Linked DNA regions of Dromaius novaehollandiae: region 1 is linked to region 2. Evidence: chromatin contacts called from public Hi-C data. All regions are on one chromosome and are shown on one strand. Each heading gives the region's core, a stretch centred on a gene start, on an enhancer-like site or on the middle of the called end of the contact. The rest is flanking DNA. Distances are from core to core; before and after follow the strand shown.

The links. A called contact is a pair of places that touch in the nucleus more often than the background predicts.
Region 1: a contact with region 2 is called in a Hi-C map of liver, with 10 times the contacts expected there. The contact joins the promoter of MID1IP1 here to the enhancer-like site in region 2. A contact is called at or near these places in 3 of 4 Hi-C or Micro-C datasets (brain, liver and ovary).

What each region holds. Positions count from the first base shown.
Region 1 is chr1:125,966,422-125,972,113 of bDroNov1.hap1, reverse strand. MID1IP1 (MID1 interacting protein 1) reads left to right here and starts at 1,876. Exons shown (of 2, transcript XM_064497629.1): 1 at 1,876-2,097; 2 at 2,575-4,739. The coding sequence starts at 2,790. The coding sequence ends at 3,308. It overlaps LOC112985480 (a long non-coding RNA gene), which reads right to left and starts at 1,356. Exons shown (of 2, transcript XR_010385123.1): 1 at 1-1,356.
Region 2 is chr1:125,667,079-125,672,722 of bDroNov1.hap1, reverse strand. No RefSeq gene overlaps it. Among named protein-coding and RNA genes, the nearest start is that of BCOR, 180 kb to the right of the region's middle. Within about 2 kb of position 4,267, at least 1 of the 2 cell types and tissues checked has open chromatin away from gene starts, as enhancers often do.

The DNA of each region.
Region 1 (5,692 bases), core at 627-3,126, 300 kb before region 2:
TTCGGAGGAATTAGGCTTGTACTCCTCTCCACAACACTAGGCTCCCCGGTAGTATGAACAGTGTGGCTCCGGGGTTTTATCTGTTCCCCCCAAATCCTCCAAACAAAGGCTACAGGGCCCACGCTAACATCCAACGCCTCCGTTCATCAGAGGCCCGCTGTTTTCTTCGGCTTGTCTGAGGGTTATTTGGGGCCTGTAATCTTCATATGGATGTGGGTTTTTTTCCTCCTCCCTCCCCCCCAAGGACGTAATGTTTCTTTGCAGCCGACAAAACACTCGTTGTTAAGGCTGCGCCAGCGCCAAAAGCTGTGGTGTATTTTTGTCCATCAGCTGGGAGAGGAAATTGTCCTAGTTAAGCCTGGCAGCCGCTCGGGGAGGGGAGAGCCGGCCGCGGCCGTTGAGCGGCGGGTACTCCCGGCCGTGAGGTTCCCTCGGGTTCCCTCGGGGCGCCGGGCAGCCAGGCCGCGCCGGCCGCGCCGCCTCTCCGCGAGCTCGGCGGGGCAGGAGGGGGCCGCCGCGCCCCGCCCCTGCCTGTGGTTGATCCGTTGCCACGGCAACGCGCTCAACACCATTCTCTCCCGCGCGCCGTTTTCCACCTTCCCCACCCCCGCTCCCCGCCGGCAACCGCTCTACCCCACGTGACCCACGGCCGCTCTTCCAGATTGTTACCAGGGTCGCCCGAGCCGGCGGAGAAAGACTGCGGAGGGGGGGCCGCGTCTGATTGGCTGCTGCCAAGCCTCGCTGATTGGCACGTGGCGGCAGCGTCGGGCCAGAGGGGCGCCCGCCGATTGGCTGGGCCCGGAGGTGAGGCTGTGGGGTGATGCCGGCGGTCGCTACCGCCCCGCGCTTGCTGCCAGGCGGCTCGCGCGGCCTTGGCCATCACACAAAGGCAGCCCGCAGGGCGCGCGCACTGCCCCGCCCCCTCCTCCCGGGCCGGCACGGCGGGGCGAAGCGGGGAAGGGCAGCGGGGCCCCGGGAGCCGCGGCTCCTCGGCTGCCCGCGTCGACTGTGTGTCCCCGCCGGGGGACGCGGAGCGGGGACGGCGCGGCGCGCGGGCTGCCGCGGCATTATCTCCCGGCCGGGCAGCCCGTCACGCGCGCTGCAGCCAATGGGCAGCCGTGTAGAGCGGGGACAGCACGCGGCGCCCGCGTGTCCCTGCTGCCGCCTGCCCTGTCAGTCAGGCGGGTCCGCTGCCCCCCCTCGCCCCCCGGCTGGCCGCGGCCCCGCCCCGCCAACGGCCTCGCGCCCCTGCCTAGCGACGGCGGGAGATGGGGGCGGTGCAGCGCCGCGGCGACCACTCGAGCGCTGCTTCTGGGGGAGGGGGGAGGGCTGGCAGCAGCCCCCGGCGTCTGTAGCGCTGTCAGGGCGGCGGCGAGCGCGGTGCACAAAGCGCTCCTCATTGCCGGCGCGCCCCACGCGAGCGGGGGGTTGCGGCGGGCTGGTCTCTCCGCCCGGGGCTGTGGGGGAGGAATTTAAACATGGCTGGGGTGAAGGCGGAGGTGGATCCTAGACGACTCCTCTCCGGGCAGGGTGACGGGGAACTAGCCTCCTCCCGCTCGGCGGGGACGGCCGCCGCAAACCGCGCAGCGCCAGTGCACCCCTTCTGCTCAAGTGACGGCCGGGGCTCCTCGTCGCGGGGTGGAGACGGGGAGAAAGTCCTTTCTTGACGTCCTGCTTCCCCCGGGGACTGAGCCCGGCATTTGCTGCGCTAACGTCTGCACAGCCGGGACGCTCACTAGGTCCCGCCGGGACTGCGGTGGCTCCTCTCGGAGCGGCGGGCTGGCTGAGCCGCCGCCCGGCTCCGCTCGGCACGGGTCCAGCGCCACTGCCCTCCCCCAGCGAGAGGCGGAGCCGCCGCCCGCCTCGCCGCGGAGCTACTCGCGGTCAGCGGCAGCCGCCTTTATGGTGACTCGCTGCGCGGGGGCTGGCACTGGGGAACACCTTATTTTAAGATACGCGCTATAAATACCGCACCTGGGATGGGAGCGGAGCTACGGGTTGCAGCGGGCGGCGCGGGCTCCCGGCGAGGCGGGCGGCGGCGGCGGCAGCAGCAGCACCAGCAGCAGCACCCGGGGCGGTGAGCGGCTCCGGACCACGGTGGGTGCCTCGGACCCGCTCCGCCGGTCTCTTGCTTCAAGCCGAGCCGCGCTGACTTGCAGCCGCTTGTGTTTTAATTTGGCAGCGGGGCACCCTTCCCGTGCCGCCGTGAGCACCGGCGTGCGGCGGGGCCTGAAGGGAGCCGCTTTTTGTGTCGTCTCGTCTCGTTTTGGAGCGAGGGAAGCGGAAAGCCCCGGTCGCCAGCGCCTTCACGGGGCGTCCTGGGAGGCCCTCAGCGCGGGGGGGGGGGGGTAGGAGAAGGCGGGCGACTTGCGGGGGGAGGCGGAAAGGCGAAGAGAAACGACGGGGAGGGGAAGCCTAAAAAAGGAGATGGGGTTGCTGATAAAGCCGGCGTGGGGGAGGAGAAGAATGCGCCTCCGGGAGAGCGGTTTCGGGAGGAGACTAGAAGGCGGGATAGAGAGAGATGAGCTTCCGCAGCCCTTAATCTAAGCGCGCTACGCGCTCGCATCCCAGCAGGACTCTCTCCGGGCGTCGCAAGCAGCCGCCGAGCCGAGCCCGCGGCGGAGGGCAGCTGGTGGCGGCCGGTGGCTCTAGCGAGGAGGAGGAGGAGCAGGAGGAGGCGGCCCTCCGGAAGGCTTGGCCGCCCGCGCTCGCCCCGCAGCCGGCGCCGCTCGCGGAGTCCCGCCGCCGCCGTCCCCGCCGCCTGACAGCGCCGCCTGCGCCCCGCCGCCATGATGCAGATCTGCGACTCGTACAGCCAGAAGTACTCGCTCTTCAACGCCATGAACCGCTTCATCGGCGCCGTCAACAACATGGACCAGACGGTGATGGTGCCCAGCCTGCTGCGCGACGTGCCGCTGCTGCTGGAGGAGCTGGACGCGGCGGGCGGCGTGTGCCCCGAGCGGGACCCCGCGCTGCCCCCGGCCAACGCCGGCGCCTACTTCTCCCGCAGGGACATGTACAGCCACTACATGCTGCTCAAGTCCATCCGCAACGACATCGAGTGGGGCGTGGTGCAGCAGCAGGCGGGCGAGGAGGCCGGCCGCAAGAAGGACAAGCTGAGCGGCGGCCCCGCCGCGGACATTAGCCGCGGCCTCGCCGAGGAGGGCGAGGCGGAGGAGGACCTGGAGCAGCAGTTCCACTACCACCTCAGCGGACTCCACACGGTGCTCTCCAAGCTCACCCGCAAGGCCAATGTGCTCACCAACCGATACAAGCAGGAGATCGGCTTCAGCAGCTGGGGCCAGTGAGCGCGGGCCGCGCCGCGCCGCCGGCACCGCGGCGGGCGGGGAGGTGAAGATGGCGGGGGGCGAGCGCGGCCGCGGGGGGAGGGGCGCGGGAGGGCAGCGCGGCGGTGGCGGTTGGGGGCGTTGGGCGGCGCGGGAGGACGAGGCGGCGGCGGCGGCGGCGGCAGCGCCCGGAGCCGGGGCCGGTGGCGGCAGCGGGGCTTCCCCCTGCGGGCGGCGGCCGGCGGCGCTTTCCTGTTTTGCACTACTTTTATAACGATGATAAACGCGTGTGTACATGAAGCGTAAGGTCTCCTCGCATGCTCCTAGAACTGCAGTTATTTTTACCGACGCACAAACAGAGATGTAAATTAATCAGTACTAGTTTTATTAATTTTTTTTGTATGGTCTGGGGTGAGCAGTCGCTGCGCCTCTCTAAATGGGCAGGCTGAACTTGTACGTGTATGAGCCGGTTGTGTAGCTGGCCAGTATGAGGCTGAAAAAAAGCCAATGAAAATAACAACACTGGTGTAAAAGTACTCACATTACCCGGGACGAAGCCCAGTGGACTCGTGAACATGCCTGTGTCACTGGAAGGATGAAGGGTTCCCTGGTTGTACATGTATGGGAGTTTATTTAAAACTTTTTTTATTCAGATGTAGAGTATATTCTAAAATAAATGCGAATGTATTAGCTAAGTGACTTAACTTTTTTGGTATGATTTATGTTTCTTTAATTAAATAATATTTTTAACATCTGAAACTCATTTGTTGTTCTAAATTATTTCCAGCGCTGCCTTACTAGATACTGGATAACTTTGTTACATATAAAGAGTTTTTTTTCAGAGGGAGCAATTAGGTAGTGAAGATAAATCAGCATATCTAAAACTGATAAATGACTATACTTAATATATCATACACCGCCCGATTTTTGGGGAGCTATTTGAAACCAAGTAGTCCTGCTGCTCTGTATATATACTAGGGTAAAAGGTCAGTGCCTCTTTAACAAAATCCAAGAAGACTGGAGTCATGGTTACTTTGCAGATAGTGACTCAAGGAGGTTGGAGAGCAGCCTAGGAATGACTCTGCTTTTCAGGAGATATCTTAATGTATTGGGAGGGAGCTCTTTTTTTTTTTTTTCTTCCTCAAAATAGGGCTGGCACACTTGCCTCCCCGATTCCTTACATTACCTTCTCTTCTCTGTAATCCTCTTCGGTTACTAGGAATTAATTGGTTTTACATTATCCAAATCGTACTGATTTTATTCTGTGTGCATTTTTTTTCATTTGTCGAAGTGCCATGCCTCAGAATTGGTTCTCTCTATATTGTCTGTTTTGTTTCGCATACCGTAAAGGCTTGACCTTGAGTGAGTTCTAATATTAAAAGTGTACTTAATCATTACAGTGAAATGTGTGCATATCACAAGATCATAACCATCTAATAAATACATACTTAATCCTTGTGTAAAATAGTTTTTTCTCAGGCACTGAAATTCTAAGTTTGTAGACATTGTATACTGAAATTTCACTTTGTACTGTTTCCCCCAAATTTAGGGATTGGGGGGATTTTTCCTTTGAAAATGCAAAAGAATAGTTTTTCCTCTCACATTTAAGGATTTTTTGCTTAAATTTAAATATTCCCTAGCCTTCTCTCAGCCCAACTGTTAGAACGTTGTAGTAAAGCACAAACACTCCAGACATCGTACTACTTGGTAGATTTGTGTGTAGCTGCATTGAAACAAATAATCAGCCTACATGTATGTTTGAATATATATTTTAGAAGGTTTTTCCCTTCTGACGGAAGAGGAATTTTATAAGACTGGATTATTTTTACCTTAACAATGGCTATTCGTTTCAAAATGTTCTTATTCCCCCTCCCCCCCCCCCCCCCCCCAAAGATGCTAGGAAAAAAGTCAGGAACAATGCGAGGGATTACTGTGGTTTCCCTAACATGTCTCTATAGTCGACATAGCCTAAAAAATATAATGCAAAAGATGCAGTGCTTTATGCTGGATGGTAAAGTTTTATTCCCCTGAAAGTGATGGTGAGAGGAAAAACCTGTTCTGCTGTGTTGCTCACTTCTGCCTTGAGCTCAGCCAGCTTAAAACCGTATTACCAACTGTGTTCAGAAGTGCTTATAAAACCTCAAGCAAAACCAGTTAATTCTGTTTCAACAGCTGTTAGTTTGAATTCCTGGTAACTTCTCTTAGTGCAAATTTAGACAATACTGTTTAAATGTTGCACAAAAGGAATACGGTGCTGATTCAAACTGTGAATATCATAGAGCTAGTGTTACATACACACATACAGCATCACTGTGAACATTACATACAGGTATAGATTAAAGGTGATAGAGGAGTACGTAGTTATAAAAAGGGTGAAAAAGCAATTCAAGGGCTTGTCTTGCATG
Region 2 (5,644 bases), core at 3,018-5,517:
GAGTGTGGTGAGTGATTTTCTCTCCCTTGCACAGAGGGAATCAGTCATACCTGGACTAGTTTCTCACTAAGAAGGAACATCAGCAGGGCAGGGAGGTGGGCAGCTTTGATCCTCTGTATTTCAGCAGTCTCTGTCTCTGGGATGGACAGAGGTCTGGGCTAGGGGAAGGCAAAGACTTGCAAAATCTTTGTCCATCCCAATGTGCCAGAGCCCATGGAACACAACTCTTCCACCCAGGCTCCCTGCAATTGTCGTGTCTCAGGGTAAACCAGTCCTTCCCAGGGGCCTGGGGCTGCTCTTTGCCTGTGCCAGGGGTAGCCCTTGTCCCCAGGTATCTGAGCGCAAATCGGGGTGGCAGAAACGTGCTCGACCCCGCACGCAGGCAGTTTGCCAGCAGACGAGAAGGGAATATTAGGAAAGAAGAAAGGGTGAGGGAGACCCCATGCAGAGCAGCCAGGACAGAGGGTCTTGGGAGATAAAGCAGAATAACTAGGGCCATCAAGCAGAGACTGGGATCACCGCAGAGGACAAGGTGCTTTCCACCTCCATTGCCACCTGGTGAATGGGAACAGTTTCCCCTGCCATCAGCAGGCAGGGACTGTCTGACTGGAGCCTGGGGACAGCGAGATAAACCAAGGTAAGCTTACTCAAAGTCTGGCTGGAAAATGGAGGGGCAAGGGGCAGGGCAAGGGATTATTTCTTTTTTATCATTTGTAAAGATGTTTCAGAATCCTTTTATAAGGATTCTTAGTCAAAGCACCTAGTTGCCTCAGTAGTGTGATTTGTGCTGGAGAAGGGAGCTGTGCCTAGGGAAGGGGAACCGGAGCTGCAGATGGGCCTGAAGCCAAACCAGGGAAGACCTGGTGATGCTGGCAGGTCTGTCTAGGGTAACCTTGCCTACAGTATGAGGGCTGCTGCAAGCTGTTGTGCTGCGGGATGGGCAGCTGCAGGAGGCAGTGCAGCCGCTGAGCTGAACCCACACAGCCCCCAGCACATGCAGCTGCAGCTGCCCCTTTGGCTGCAAGGAGATCACCGGAGCCACTGCTCACGGAGACGAGGAACAAGCACCCAGGACTGGTACTGTAGAGGGCTCCTCAAAAGAGGAAAGCTATTAAGAAAATAGGTAGATGAGAAAAGCTCCTTAGCTGGCTGAGAGGAGCAGCCAAAGCAATGGCAAAGGATGGGCATTTGGAGAGCAGAATTTGGCCCAGCTGTTGACCCCTACCTGCCACTGAGGACAGTAGCGAAGGGAAGGGAGCTGCCTCTTTCACTGTCTCTGTCATAGCTGTATTAACCCATCAGTGTTAGAGGATTCAAAATAAATACATAGGTAGGTTTTCAGAGCAGAGCCATGCTTTATCTACTGCACAACTGGTGTGGGGGTTAGAGCAGCTCATGTCTGTTTTCCTGCACTGCACTCTTTTAATGCAAGAAGCCCATCAACCTTTCTCAGAGACAAGAGTCAGCACTGTGAATCAACGCAAGATGCTCTGTCTTGCTCAAGAAGATGAACTTTAATTCTTTGTTTATTTGCAGCCCTCCTTAATCTAGAAGAAATCATCTGCACTTAGAAGGCATAGCTTGCATGCCTTTTGATTTTAAAAAGCACAACATTTGCACCTACCTTTGTGATTTCTCCCCTGCCCTGCCCTGACACCTCCTCAGGGACTCCAGATATGTCCTCTGCAGCTTCTTTCCCTCACTTGGCTCTCAGCTTAGGAAAACAATGTCTGCTTTGGACTTTATCATCAGTCAAAATAGTCAAACCAGGATCTTCCCAAACTATTCCTTAGAGCAAGCCCATATTCCCATAATTTCAGCAAAAGGGCTTACAATGACATGAAGATAGCCATTTCTATTATGGAAAAAAACAGGAGCTGTCTGAAAGAAAATTGCCACAAAGGAAAGGAGCGAGGGCCCAGCTTCTCTGACAATCAGAGTGACACAGCTTGCATGAGAATTTATTTCAGTGTGCTTCTTCAGCACACACCAGACTTTCCCGAGGGGCTGTTTCAGATCTCACTTACTAACTTTCCTGACTGGAATTGAGGTTTGCCTTTACTTTGCTTTTTCCTTTCACACTGTCACTTGGGGTCCTGCTTGGTTTCCCACAACCTTCCCACCCTGTGTGCCTCACCTCTTCCCCAGCCTCCCACCATAGCCCAAAGAGATAAAGAAATACTGAAAATGTGTCAATGAACACAGCTCTAGTGAACTTCAACTCATTTCTGCCCCTCTCAGCACTCCTTCCTTAGAGGCATTATCCAGCCCATGGCTCTTCACGGCAGTCAAGATCTCAACTTTTTTTTCTCAAAGCAAGTTCAGACTGTGGCTCAGGTTAAAGGCTTCTCAAGAAAAGCTCGCCCATACTTTCCACCTCTGGAAAAAACAGCTGAACTGGTTCCTGAGATGATCTCTAGTCTCCTAGATCATGGAGCTGGCCAGTCCTAAGAGGAGTCAAAGGATCACAGGTGAGTTTCACATGCACTCCCTCGTCACATGCAGTAACTTGCATGCCGACTGGTCCCATGGGCCAAAGAATAGCAGGATCTGAGGCCCACAGCTGGCCTGAGCATCCAGGTCCTGGGGATTCTTCCTTCTTTTTCCCAGCAGTATTTTAATTTGACACAAAAAAGGATCTTCTCACAAGCGCTGCTTCAGTTCGATCTCTCTTTTTCAGGCTTTTCTTCGTTGGACTTTGGGATACCATGTGTTTGGAGTAGGAATCCCTACATTTGATTACACATCTTGGGGCAGAAGACCTAAGTCATATCTAATAAACCATTACCTTTGCCAAGAGCAGCAACGTTAAATCCTGTGATACGGGCAGTCGCCACAGTGGAGATAGCTCAAGCTGGTGTGCTGGCACGGTGACAGCAGATTCTCTCCCGGCTACTGCTGAGCCAGGTTCAAGAGCTTAAATACAGCTTCGAGCTCTGGCAGTGAGTCTCTGAGGCATGACATGCCCAAGCTTCCTGAGGGCTGCAAAGCTCCCTCACATCAGTGCCTGCCACCCAGTCTGCAAAGTGGTACTGCATCAGCTCTGGAGAGCAAGAGAGGGAAGAGAGAGATGTTCACTCAAACTGGCAGCTGCCTTTTGTTTCGTGATGGCAGCTGCCAGCAAGACACAGGCAGGGCAAGGGAAAAACACACAAGAGCAACATGCTAGATGCAAAGCATATTACACGCTAGATTTAAAATAAAATAGCATGCATGAGGGGTAAATATTCAGCATAACGCATGACGACTCCACCCTGCCATTCTCCTTCCATTTCCTAGGAGCTGCGGGACTGGATCTCCCTTGGCTGTGCTCTCTGTCCTGCAAAAAAAGTAAGGGGCAATACTTGAATTTTAGAGGCAAAGGAAGCCAGTGCCTGAGAGCTGATTTCCTTAATCCAGCTGAGGCGGGTTAAAGGGCAAAATTTCAGTCCAGTGGAGAAGGGTCTGTGGATGATCCCGTACGGTGGGCTCATTGCTTCTCTCTCCACTCAGATTGCTTGCTTGCCTCCTCTTCTTGCAGGAGCGTATTTCAGTAGATTTAATGCTTTTGGCAGAGCAGCTGCCCTGGTGCCTGAATCCCCTCTCTCAGCGGCAGTAGCAGCCATGGCAGGCGCTCCTCTCCTCCTCCACCTCACCTGCCAGCCAGCGCCAGCCCCGGCACGGCACCGCGCCGCCAGCACCACCTCCCCACCGCGAGGGAAGTGCATTGCTATGGCAGATCTGCTCCACGATAGCTGTCGGGGCCTGGGTGATGCCAGGCAGGGTCCACATCTGCAATAGGGAACACCTCTGGCCCTTCACAGCCCCATCTGTCACAGTGTCTTTACTCCAAAAGGTATGCTGGTGAGGGTGGCGACGCGTTTCGGTGCTGGTCTCTTCCTTCTTCAACAAGGTAAATTTGGCTCTGGGCTCCCTGGTGCCGCAGCAGAAACGCTTTGGCCACATGGCACTCTGCTGGTCTGAATTCATTTTAGCAGTCCTGACAAGCCAACTTTGTACCAGCAGCTTCTTATGCAAGATCAGATATTGTTTATCCACCTTGCTTTAACTTTGTGCCATATCTGATATTGTCTCTCTGCACCAAGCTAGCTTTTTGCCTGATCAGGTATTGCCTATCCTTCCTCAGCCAGCATAAAGCATAAATTCCACACCGTGCACGCAGGCTAATTCACCAGAAATGCGATCGCATGCCTGCACCTGATGCAGATCAGAGCTGCACTGCCAAGCGATCTGGTAGTGCACAGATCTGGTATTAATTACCCCGGGAGCATGGCCTCAGCATGCTTCGACAGCTGCCGGAGGCACCCGGGTGCACCGTGGCAGGGGCCGAGCACTGCCAGAGCACGCTCTAGATCCCACAGCCCTGGCCAGAAAAGGCAGAAAGACCTGGTGGCTGCAAAGATAGAGCTGGGACACTAGGAACCCACACAGGAGCTGTAAACCCCAAGGGTGTCACCGCAGGGGGAAGGAGCAGGAAGAGGAGAGGAAAATTGCTCTTCTTACCTCAGGTTAAAATAGTGGTGAGGATAAGCTGAGTTTTACCAGAGGCTGAATTTAAGCTGCTACCCCATTTGAAAAAAGCCAGGTTACTGTCTTTCTCCTGCTGTGCCCACCTGCCAGAGCTAACTCAAGTTAGTCAAGCCACACTAAGAAAACACCTTTCCTTTATCTACTTGCTCTGATCAGAGAGTGTAGACATACCTGAAGCAGGTCTGGGCTCTTTTATAATGCAGGGAAATGTTTCAGAAGTATCCAGCGAACGAGGATTTTTTTGAATGTGCAGCAGAGAAAGAAGCGTGTTGTGTGAAAGCAAAGTGACACTGAATGTGGCCATGGAGATAAAATGTTTTCTTCAGCTCCTGCGTCCGAGAGCAGCATTTCTCAAAGACAGCCTTTTTCTATTTCATATTCTTTCTGTTTATTTTAAATGAAGCCCTTTTTTACCTCTTTTTTTAGGTTTTAATATTTGTATAAAACATATTCCATGATCCTTACAGAGGAAAAGAAGCAAAGTCCTATATCTTTAAGTGTGTTTAGAAACACCCAGTGATCAAAGTCAACACTGTATGAGCAGCAATTGAGTTACTCCTATTATCATGCATTCCTGGGTTTGACAGATTGCATCATTCAGTGTGTCGATGTATCAGTATTTGATATACTATGAATATTCACAGCGCATATTAAATTAACCAGGTGAGAAAACACAGGTTTGTTTTGCATGTTAACTCCGTGTTAACGCTGCCCCTAAGTGGTTAAGTTGGTTTATTGCAAGTTAATTAGCCCTCATTTCAGGCAGTTATTTATTTATATATGGAATACTGTCATGGGGTTTTTTTGTTTCAGCTTTGTGACTAGGCTTTGCTTCTCTTTCTAGTTTATGTTTGCATCCTCTTCTGTGTGGGTTTCATATAACTGCAATGTTTACAGTCAACTCAGCCTGGAAAATATGCATATGGGGAAACATAGATGCCTATTACATGTTTATTACTCAGTTTAGGAGAGGCTGTGATCCTGTCAGCAGACTCGTCTCCCTCTACTCATTTTAATTGGCATTTCAAGGGATGCTTGGGAAAGCTGATGAAGTTTGAAGTTACAGTGGGTTGCTTTTTGTATCTTTGCTCCCAAATTAATCTGCCACGTCGCA